Regions from separate parts of the Mus musculus genome. Here region 1 is linked to region 2. The links are chromatin contacts, called in public Hi-C maps. All regions are on one chromosome and are shown on one strand. The core of a region is the stretch at or near the end of the contact, and the rest is flanking DNA. Distances in the headings are between cores, read along the strand shown. Region 1 overlaps Pou2f1 (POU domain, class 2, transcription factor 1). Region 2 has its middle 16 kb from the start of Gm46168.

The links. Hi-C and Micro-C count contacts between places; a contact is called where the count stands out from the background.
Region 1: a Hi-C map of neural progenitor cells shows a contact between it and region 2, with 5 times the contacts expected there. The contact joins two enhancer-like sites. A contact is called at or near these places in 3 of 484 Hi-C or Micro-C datasets (embryonic stem cells, neural progenitor cells and trophoblast stem cells), 1 of 115 datasets of contacts at active chromatin or transcription factors (stem cell-derived neural progenitor cells) and 1 of 9 other capture datasets (liver).

What each region holds. Positions count from the first base shown.
Region 1 is chr1:165,945,321-165,950,342 of GRCm38.p6, reverse strand. All of the region lies in intron 1 of Pou2f1 (POU domain, class 2, transcription factor 1), which reads left to right. Among named protein-coding and RNA genes, the nearest start is that of Pou2f1, 55 kb to the left of the region's middle. Within about 2 kb of position 1,887, at least 14 of the 459 cell types and tissues checked have an H3K27ac peak or open chromatin away from gene starts, as enhancers often do. A contact at or near this core is called in neural progenitor cells, where this site is marked.
Region 2 is chr1:165,733,045-165,738,546 of GRCm38.p6, reverse strand. No RefSeq gene overlaps it. Among named protein-coding and RNA genes, the nearest start is that of Gm46168, 16 kb to the left of the region's middle. Within about 2 kb of position 1,961, at least 43 of the 459 cell types and tissues checked have an H3K27ac peak or open chromatin away from gene starts, as enhancers often do. A contact at or near this core is called in neural progenitor cells, where this site is marked.

The DNA.
Region 1 (5,022 bases), core at 638-3,137, 210 kb before region 2:
TCATGGTTTTCCCAGTCATTTTTATAGAACCCAGGAATGAGACCGCCCACAATGGGTCAGGCCCTCCCTTATCAATCATTAATTAAGAAAATGACCTTCAGCAGGGTGTTATGGACGCATTTTCTCAACTGAGGTTCCCTCCTTCAGATAATTCTGTATGTCAAGTTGACATAAAACTAGCCAGCGCAGCTTGTTGAGTCCATCATTTTTAACATCTGATGTGTTTGAGCTAACTAGAGGCTTTTTTCTCCATTAACTATTTTAGTATGTCTATGATAGCTTTCATGCTGCTAGCCTAGTTCTTTGAAATGTTACCCATTAGAAATATGTTTTTAAAAAGTTTTAGTACATCAAGACAGTATCTAATAAATTAGATACTAAAGAAATGCATACTTTTATGTTTTTAAAGAATTCAGCAGTGAAGGATGTTAAAGTTTGTGGCTCAGACTTTATACTCTTCCCCATATAAACATTTTCTGTCTTGGAAAATTTGTTTTTATGAAAGGATAAATGGTTAAATTTTCTGCCCTGGGTGTGAAGACCTAGATGGTTGGAAATGAATATGAATGATAGTGAGTGAGTTAGCCTGGGTTCAAGACTCTCCTCTCCTTGTATAATAAAGACTCTTGGTTACCCCTTGGTAATGTTGCATGTAACAGAAACAGACCTGCCCAACTTGATACTCTGCATCTTCTTTAGACAGAGGATACCAGCCAGCAGACTCCTTTCAGAAGGCTAGTAAGCTCCTTAGATTTTATTCTATTACTCTCACTCGGATTCCAAAGAGTAGAATAAATCCCTGCAGTTTTTCACATATCTCTCTGAAGTTTGACGCTGTAAATCAGTGTTCACACTTTACACTGTTCAGAATCTTATAGAGAATTGATTTCAGAACATATTTCTGGAACCTCCGCCCTTAGAGTTTCTAATTTAGTAGATCTGATGTAGGACCCAAGAATTTATATTCTAAGTTGGTGTTGATGATAGTGCTGACCCAGCTACTATCTCTATGACTACAAACACTTTAATTAGGCCAAAGAACAGCCATAGCACATTAATTTAAGGAAACGAGGCACATTCTTTAATTCAGAACTTTAATAAACTGTTAGTCTCTCTGGGTGCTGTTTACTACATTAAGGGAACCCCACCCTTACTCCCATAAATATTGACTTAATTTTTTTTCTCTTTTCAACTTCTTTATGTATGTGTGTGTGTATATATATATATATATATATATATTAGGTATTTTCCTCATTTACATTTCCAATGCTATCCCAAAAGTCCCCCATACCCCCCCCCCACTCCCCTACCCACCCACTCCCACTTTTTGGCCCTGGCATTCCACTGTACTGGGGCATATAAAGTTTGCAAGTCCAATGGGCCTCTCTTTCCAGTGATGGCCAACTAGGCCATCTTTTGATACATATGCAGCTCTGGGGTACTGGTTAGTTCATATTGTTGTTGCACCTATAGGGTTGCAGATCCCTTCAGCTCCTTGGGTACTTTCTCTAACTCCTCCATTGGGGGCCCTGTGATCCATCCAATAGTTGACTGTGAGCATCCACTTCTGTGTTTGCTAGGCCCCGGCCTAGTCTCACAAGAAAGAGCTCAACTTCTTTAGTCAAAACATTTTTCCTAAATTTGATGATTGCCTTCCTCTAATTTAACAGACACACTAGCCCCTGCTGTTAGGCTGGAGGTCACTTTTGGATTAGTAGAAATTTATTTTACTTGAAACTTCAAGCAAAGATAGATTTTTAAAAACAATTGTGTTTTTTTTTTTTTTTTTTTTTTTTTTTTTTTTTACTAAGATACCACAATTGCTTGCACAATTGAAACTTTTTAAATCCGTCTGAGGTCAGTACAACTTTTGGTGAGCCATTACCAGCTGTGTCTGTTGCTATGGAAACTCAGCAGGGACTAGCAGTGTTATAGTTGTAAGGACCACACCTGGCTTATTTGCATCCAATTTAAGTTGAGAAAATTTCTAAAAGAATAAAAGGTCTCTCCTGTGCCAGTGGATAGCAGAAGGAGCTTGTCAGTTTGTAGCCTTCAGGGTGAGTGGGTTTTTCTCTTCCTGGAGGCTTTTAGTGAATATGTTAAAGCTCATGTTTGTTCTGTGTGTTCACATGTGTCAATGTTTTGCTACCCTTTTTGTGTAAAGTGATCTTTTTTGTTTAGGATTTTATCTTTGGTTTATACTTTTAAATTTTTAAAGTGTTTTCCATTTTCATAGAGAACTGAAAAAAGAAATCACATTTTCAAAAAGAAAAATCTAATTTCTCATTTGTGCTCAACCTGTAATAACATTTTAGTGAGTTCTTGCTGCTATACAGGCTTACAGGTGATCATAAGCTGATATCTCTCTTTCAGCATTAAACAACACACACCAACACCAAATCTCTCATACTCACCATTCTCACCAAATGACCAAAATTCCAATTAAATTTTGGACTTAAAAAAACTAGAAAACTACTTATTTTTATGCGTTTCCAGCCACACTTGGGGAATTCTTACACTTGACTAGAAGGACACTACAGGATAAAACTCTGGAAAACATTCTAGAGAGTATGATAATTAAATCCAGTCTTCATGATTCAAGCTTGAGGCTCTTACCACATGAAAAAATAACAAGTATTCAGACTTAATTGCTCAGTTTAGTGTAGCCTGAGTTCTTTATTTTTAGTTTCATTGGCTTTTATAACTGTTAGTGCCTTGGCCTCCCCAAGTCACCATGTAGCTACCTTGGTAGTGTGAGACATTGTTTACATAATGAGAACATTACCTAGCTATAGAGATTTTATAAGAAGCAATGAAATAACTCATCTTAAAATATTCTGAAATATATACACATATGTAACTGTCAGACATACTCTAGACAGATAGGCAACTCAAGTAGCCATATTGTTCTTCTTATTGCTATAACATAATACCTGATAGAAGCAACTTTAGCAAAAAAAGCTGTGTTTTAGTTCACAGTCTAAGTATATCATGGTGATGATGAACAGTGAAACTAGCTCTAACTATGGCAAGAGTATGTGAGCTCATGTATCACACTGTGTCCAAAGTCAGGAGGCAGAAAGGCGGGCTGCTACCTGCTCAGTTTGCTTTCCTTTTCCTTTAGTACTCAGTCCATGATACCTTCACAGATATGCTCAGAGATACAGGTGTTTCCTAGGTAACTATAAGTCCAGTCAAATTGGTAATTAAAAAATAACTATCATGTAGAAGCATAATTAGTAGGATGTATCTAAGTAATTTTTATTGAACATTCTAAGCTACAAAATAAGGAAGGTAGTTTGAACTAATTACATATTTGGCTTTTAAATTTTTTAGAATAAACATGTGTGTGACTGTAGAGTATGTATAAATGCATGTTTGTGTATGTGTGTGCGTGTCCATGCCTATGGAGGCCGGAGGATGATATTGAGTATCTTCCTCAGTCACTTTCCCCTCATTTTTTGAAACAGTGCCTCACTAATTTGTTAGACTGGCTTACTAGCCATTGAGTTCCAAATTCATCCGTCTTCATCCACCTAGGTCACAAACGGAGCTACCATTTATGTTTGGTTTTTGCTTTTTTTATGCAGGCACTAGCAATCTGAATTCAGCTGCCACACTTGATTTTGTGTGCACCATTAAACTAGATTTATTCAGAATTTCATGAACTAGGAATATATGTAAACATATAGTTAAACTAATTATGAAAGAGCTTGACATTAAAATACATGGCAAGTGAAAGTCAGTGCCTGTACTAATCCCTTGCTGGTTGAGGCTGTTGGTGCTCTCTGCTGATGAAGATTCTTGACACTTGAAGACAGTGTAACAGTCAACCAGCAGTGCAGAGTCACCCACTATGTGTGCCTATTACTGACCTTCCCTATTTTCCCAATACAAAATGTGATCTGTTTTTTTTAAAGACTATTTTTAAATTAGTAAAAACTTGCATTGACTTATTTGTATCATTTCTAAACAGTTTGATGTTTGCAGTTTGGGAGCGGTGAATGCTAAAATGAAAATGAGTTTTTGGTTTTGGTTAGGAGAATGCGCCTATTAAAGAAAATCTTTAGGCAATTTTTATCCAGCTTCATGAAAGTACACCTTAAAATATATACTCCAAGGACTTTCTCTTTAACTTCATGTTCTTCAGTAAGGTCAGATTATAAAATTTGTTTTGTAAAGGAAGGAATGGGCATAAGAGAGATGCCTACCTAAAAGAGCTAAATGTGCCCTGGTGACTAGTCTAGAGTTCCCTATTGTATGTGACTTTATTCCCTTAAAGTGTTAGTTATTTTATACAGTTTACTCAGTTTTGCCTTTTTCTCTTTTTGTATTCTTAGACTGGAAAAGTAAGAAGAGCTTTCCTGCCTTTTTAATTACCAAACTACTCTCAATTTTCATTGAAACAATTCAAAGAAAGAATGCAGTCTTTCTATACCTGGTAAATATTTTCTACTAAGTAAAACTATTCCTTTAGTAGCCACTGATAAACCCAGGTGTTATGGTGATTGCCTTTTATTTTATGGATTGTCTATTAAAATGACTTATCAAATAAATAATTTTTCATTTTAGTTCTGAAGTCTGTTTAAGATTTGGTGATGTTTTGGAATGTTACTTGGGATGCCTGTGACCTAGTGAGCAATAGAAATGGAGTCGTTAGGTTTAGCATTTAGTATATCATTTGTATTTTATTATAATGAGAGAGTAGCAGTAATCCTTGATGGTAGTTTAATAGAAGCACTTTGTTACTAATAGTTTTATAAAAATAAATCTAATGGCCAGGCGTGGTGGCACACACTTTTAATCCCAGCACTCTGGAGGCAGAGGCAGGTGGATTTCTGAGTTCGAGGACAGCCTGGTCTACAAAATGAGTTCCAGGCCAGCCAGGGCTATACAGAGAAATCCTGTCTCAAAAACCAAAAAATAAAATTAAATAAATAAACCTAATGAGTAAACTGTTATTTAACATTCATTTAAACAATGATCTAAGATTAGAGAGAACAAGTGACTTGTTTAAAGATG
Region 2 (5,502 bases), core at 712-3,211:
ACCTTCCGAGGTGCCTCGGTGGTTAAGAGCATTTGCTGCTCTTGCAGAGGACCTGGGTTCAGTTTCCAGCATCTGCGTGGTGACCACACCAATTTTACCTCCAGTTCTAGGGACTCCGAAGCTCTCTTCTGAACTGAGGTTACCAGGTATGCACATAGTATGTATGTAGTGCACATACACACATGTAGGGGAGCCCTCATACACATAACATAAAAACAGGTGCTGCATAATAAAGAACAATGAACTCCTGGGGTCATTTTCCAAGAGTGGGTCCATTTCACTCACAAGAGTTTTGATCTCTCCTGTCCTAATCAGATGCTAGTCCAATCTGAAACAAGTCTTGTCTACAAGAGAATGGTCTAATCAAAGAGAGTCTAATCTTAAGCAGTAGCCCAAACGAAGGCTACTCTCTTTGTAGATTGAACAGCACAGCACATATGGTAACAAAAAAGGAAGGAGGAACCTTTGTCTTAGGCAATCGATGCTTTCCAAACCACACAAGGCCACATAAACTCCTAACGGATCTGGTGGCTTCAATTTGCTCTAAAATCACATTGGTTCTTACAGACAATAGTTTTTTAAAAAGGACTTGAAGTAGGGAGGGGGTGTGCTGGGGTGCCTGATGCCTAGGGGTAGTGAGAAGGAAGGGGGGAGAATGTATACAACCAAGATACATTGTTTACATGTATGATATTGTCAAAGAATAAATAAAAGATAGTCTATTTTTAAAAAGAAAGAAACCACAGCTTAAAATAAACATATATCAAGGCGTTTTGCTCGGAGATGTTTGTCCTTGTGAGCAATGGCATCTGATCTCACTTCTCTACCCTGCTCAAATCATCACAGACTTGCTGTGGCAACATCCCCTTTCTAAACTATTCCCTGAGCAGTTATTGAAAATTCAGCTTCCTTCTGGAGGGGGTGGATTCCTCAGGCCCAGATTAATGGCGTCAGATCTGTGGGTGAGGCTGCATCTATAATAAATAAAGGCTGTCCCAGAACACTGCTGTTTGAGAATCCCTTTGATGTCTCCCTTTCTTTCACGAGCTACAGGATTCACTGACTCTTTTTCTCAAAGGGACTTGGAAGCCAGGCGTGCTGGGAGCATCTGTAGCTACAGCTCTCTGAGAGGCTAAGCAGGAGGCTATCAAGTTCGAGGCGAGCCTGGGCTACATTGTGAGATGAGGTATCAAAAGATTCCAGTAGCACCAACAGGAGATTTGGGCCTAGTTTTCTCCTTCTGTTGAGTTTTCTTCTTCTGAAGTTGGCACTGTGAGTCATGCATCTAGGTAAATAATTTTCTCAAATGCCAGCGCACGCGACCGGCGAGAGGAGAGCTTTGGGGAGACAGCTCTCTCCTTCCACCTTATCGATGCAGGCTCTGTCTTATGTTCTCTGATGGAGTGAAGCTGAGTACTCCTAGCTAGCTGGCCTAAGAGCTTCCAGCCAGCTCTGTCACCAGCTCTCATCTCTCAAACGGAACGTTGGGGTTACAGATGAGGGCTTCTGTCTCTAACGTTTAACATGGGATCACCAGGTGTTGAAACTGGGTCCTCAACCCAGGTCTTCAGGCTCCGACAGCAAGGACCTTTTTTTTTTTTTTAAACCTTCTGAGCTGTTTTGTCCCTTCGTCCTTCTCATTTATTTAAAGGACAGCAATCTTACTGTTTGTCAGCAGCAGGGCCTTTATCAAGAGATTGCATGTTTGCATTCTGTCACGTTTATCAAAAGCCCAGTCAAGAGAAATAAATCTTTGTTTGATGGATTTCCTGAGAATGTGTGGCTCGCTCATTTAAACATTTTAAGCAGGTCTAGACTCTACTTTGGAAACAGGGAGACAGTAGCCTCCCTGGGATTGACTGACTGCTCTCTCGGATGCTTTAATGAACCTTGCTTCGGAATTACGTCACCAGTCTTACTTTGAACACTGTTGAAACAGAGGGATGCCAGACTTGGGGCAAACCTATGATCCTGGCTCTTTGGAGGCTGAGGCAAGAGGATAATGAGTTTGAATCTGAGATCGGCCTGAGTTATTTTGTGAGTTCTATATTTATACAGCAAGACCTTGCCTCAAAATAAATACAGGAAGAGAGAAGGGAAGAAAAATGAGAGTGAGTTGTGGGGGCAGAGATCGCCACAGTTCTAAGACTGAAGCGTCTTTCTCTGGAGACTGTGTGGCATGCTCTGGTCACAAGAGGGCGCTGTTTCTATAGCTTGCAACAGTCTTGCAAATGATCTGTGAACTCATGGATGGGAGAAGTTTGCTGTCTCAGAGTCGCAGGTTTCCGCAGTGAGGCATGTTTCGACACTCCAGTCCAGACTGTAGCTGGAGCCTCCCCAAACAAGGACGTCTGTGCAGAGACAGAACCAGTATTGTCAAAACATCAGTTTCAGGATCTAAACTAGAATAAAAGATAAACGACCTAGAATATTTCTTGGCTTAAAACGGAAGTATTGGAGCTGTACGGATGGCTCAGCAGTTAAAAGCACTTTTTGCTCTGGCCGAGACTCAAGTTTGATTCCCAGTATCCACATGGAGGGTTCCAGAGGATCTGATAACCTCGTCTGGTTTCTGCAAGCACTACATGCGTAAGGTATCCATACATAGGTAGTCAAACCACTCATAAACATAAAATAAAAATAAATAAACCTTTAAAATGGAAGTGTCATCCCATGATGCTGTGGTGGGCCCACACAAGTATCCATCCGAAGCATCGGGTCACAGCACGTCATACCTGCCAGGGACTCAGAACACAGAGGGCCAGTGAACTCAACCACCGTTAAGCAAGTGAGTGGGTTGTGTTCTACTGCACGGATTTTACTGGACCAAAGAAAACCAACAGGGGAATTCGCGTTGGAAGAGGCACGTCTGGACTCAAAATGGAGGCCATGATCCAAAGGAACCAGAGCAGCTGAGAAAGCTGTTTTTTGGTGGTCTGAGCTTCGGAACCACAAATAACTTAAGAGAACATTTTGAGAAACGGGGCACTATTAGAGACTGTGTGATAATGAGGAATCCCCAACAAGACGTTCCAGAGGCTTAAGGCTCCTGACCTTATCTCTTGATGCTGCGGTGAGTGTTCCCCCCACCCCCCTCCCAAAGCTGATGACTGGGGTGGAACCGAGGCGCCATTTCTAGAGAGGCCAAAAGCCATGGTACTTGTTGAACAGTGAAAGAAAATGTTGGTAGTATAAAGGAAAATACAGAAGAGTATAATCTAAGAGACTACTTTGAAAAGTATGGCAGAAGCCATCTACATCATAGAAGTCAAAGAGTGGGGAAAAAAAGAGGATTTGCTTTTGTAACTTTTGATGATCATGGCAGAGTTGATAAAATTGTTCAGAAATACCACACTGTCAATGGGTGTAATTGTGAAGTGGAAAGAGCTGTTTCTAAACAAGAGATGCACCTGCTGACCACAAAGAGTCTGTCAATGGGCATAATTGCGAAGGAGAGATGCAGTCTGCAGGATCGTAGAGGGTTGGGGAGGAGGATGTGGCAACTTTGTGGGTCAGTGAGGAAACTTTGGAGGCAATTTTGGTCTTGGTGGAAACTTTGGTGGAAGAGGAGGCTATGGTGGCAGAGATGGTGGCTGCAGAGGTAGTTACAGAAGTGGTGATGGTGGATATAAAGGATTTGAAGGTGATGGTGGTAACTGTGGTGGTGGTCATGGTTACAATAGTAGAGGAGGCAATGGTGGTGGACCAGGATATGGAGACCGAGGTGGTGGAGGAGGATGTAACGGTTACAATGGAGGGAACTTTGGTGGAGGTGACTGTGGTGGTGGTGGTGGTGGTGGTAGGAACTATAATGACTTTGGAACTTAGAGTGGATAATGGCACGGATCCAGGGGTGGGTTAGTTTTGGTGGAAGAAGCTCAGGCAGTCCCCATGGCAGTGGCTATAGGTCTGATGGTAGAAGTGGTGGACTTGGTAGCAGAAGGTTTTACAAACAGTAGAAAAGGGCTATAGTTCTTAGCAGGAGAGAAAGTGAGGGGTTGTCAGGAAAGCCATAGGTTACTTTGAGATAGTTGTTCCGCATGCCTTAGAGGAACTGTAAAAGTCTGCCACAGAGGGAGCGATGATCCATAGTCAGAAACATCACTGCAACTTAAACAGGAAGCTTAGGTCTATCATAGTGTAGTTTGCAAAATGTGCAGCTGTTTATTAATGCAATGTAGTGTCAATTAGATGTATATCCCCGAGGCCTTTTATCTGGTACAACAGTACCTTTCTCTTCATTACATCAGGCATATTGTCCTGTAAATTGTGGTAGTGGTACCAGGAATAAAAAATTAAGGAATTTTTTTCCTAAACAGAACAGCAATGGCTTGCACAGTAAGATCAAGAATTGACAAATGAGTCCTCATAAAATTGTAAAGCTTTTGTAAGGCAAAAGACACTGTCAATAAGACAAAAAGGCCACCAACAGATTGGGAAAGGATTTTTACCAATCCTAAATCTGATAGGGGACTGATATCCAATATATACAAAGAGCTCAAGAAGCTGGACTCCAGAAATTCAAATAACCCCATTAAAAATGGGGTTCAGAGCTAAACAAAGAATTCTCAATTGAGGAATACCGAATGGCTGAGAAGCACCTGAAAAAATGTTCAACATCCTTAATCATCAGGGAAATGCAAATCAAAACAACCCTGAGATTCCACCTCACACCAGTCAGGATGGCTAAGATCAAAACTTCAGGTGACAACAGATGCTGGGGAGGATGTGGAGAAAGAGGAACACTTTTCCACTGCTGGTGGGATTGCAAGCTTGTACAACCACTCTGGAAGTCAGTATGGAGGTTCCTCAGAAAATTGGACAAATACTACCGGAAGATCCAGCAATACCTCTCCTGAGCATATACCCAGAAGAAGTTCCAACTGGTAATAAGAACACCTGCTCCACTATGTTCATAGCAGCCTTATTTATAATAGCCAGAAGCTGGAAAGAACCCAAATGTCCCTCAACAGAAGAACGGATATGGAAAATGTGGTGCATTTACACAATGAAGCACTACTCAGCAATTAAAGACAATGGACTTACAAAATTCTTGGACAAATGGAGGTATCTGGAGGATATCATCCTTAGTGAGGTAACCCAATCACAAAAGAAGTCATTAGATATGCACTCACTGATAAGTGGATATTAGCCCAGAAACATAGAACACCCAAGATACAATTTGCAAAACACAAGAAAATCAAGAAGAGGGAAGACCAATGGGTGGATACATCATTCCTTCTTAGAATAGGGAACAAAATACCCATGTAAGGAGTTAAGAGACAAAGTTTGGAGCTAAGACGAAAGGATGGACCATCCAGAGACTACCCCACCCGGGGATCCATCCCATAATCAGCCACCAAACCCAGACACTATTGCATATGCCAGAAAGATTTTGCTGAAGGGACTCTGTTATAGCTGTCTCATATGAGGCTATGCCAGTGCCTGGCAAATACAGAAGTGGATGCTCACAGTCATCTATAAGATAGAACACAGGGCCCC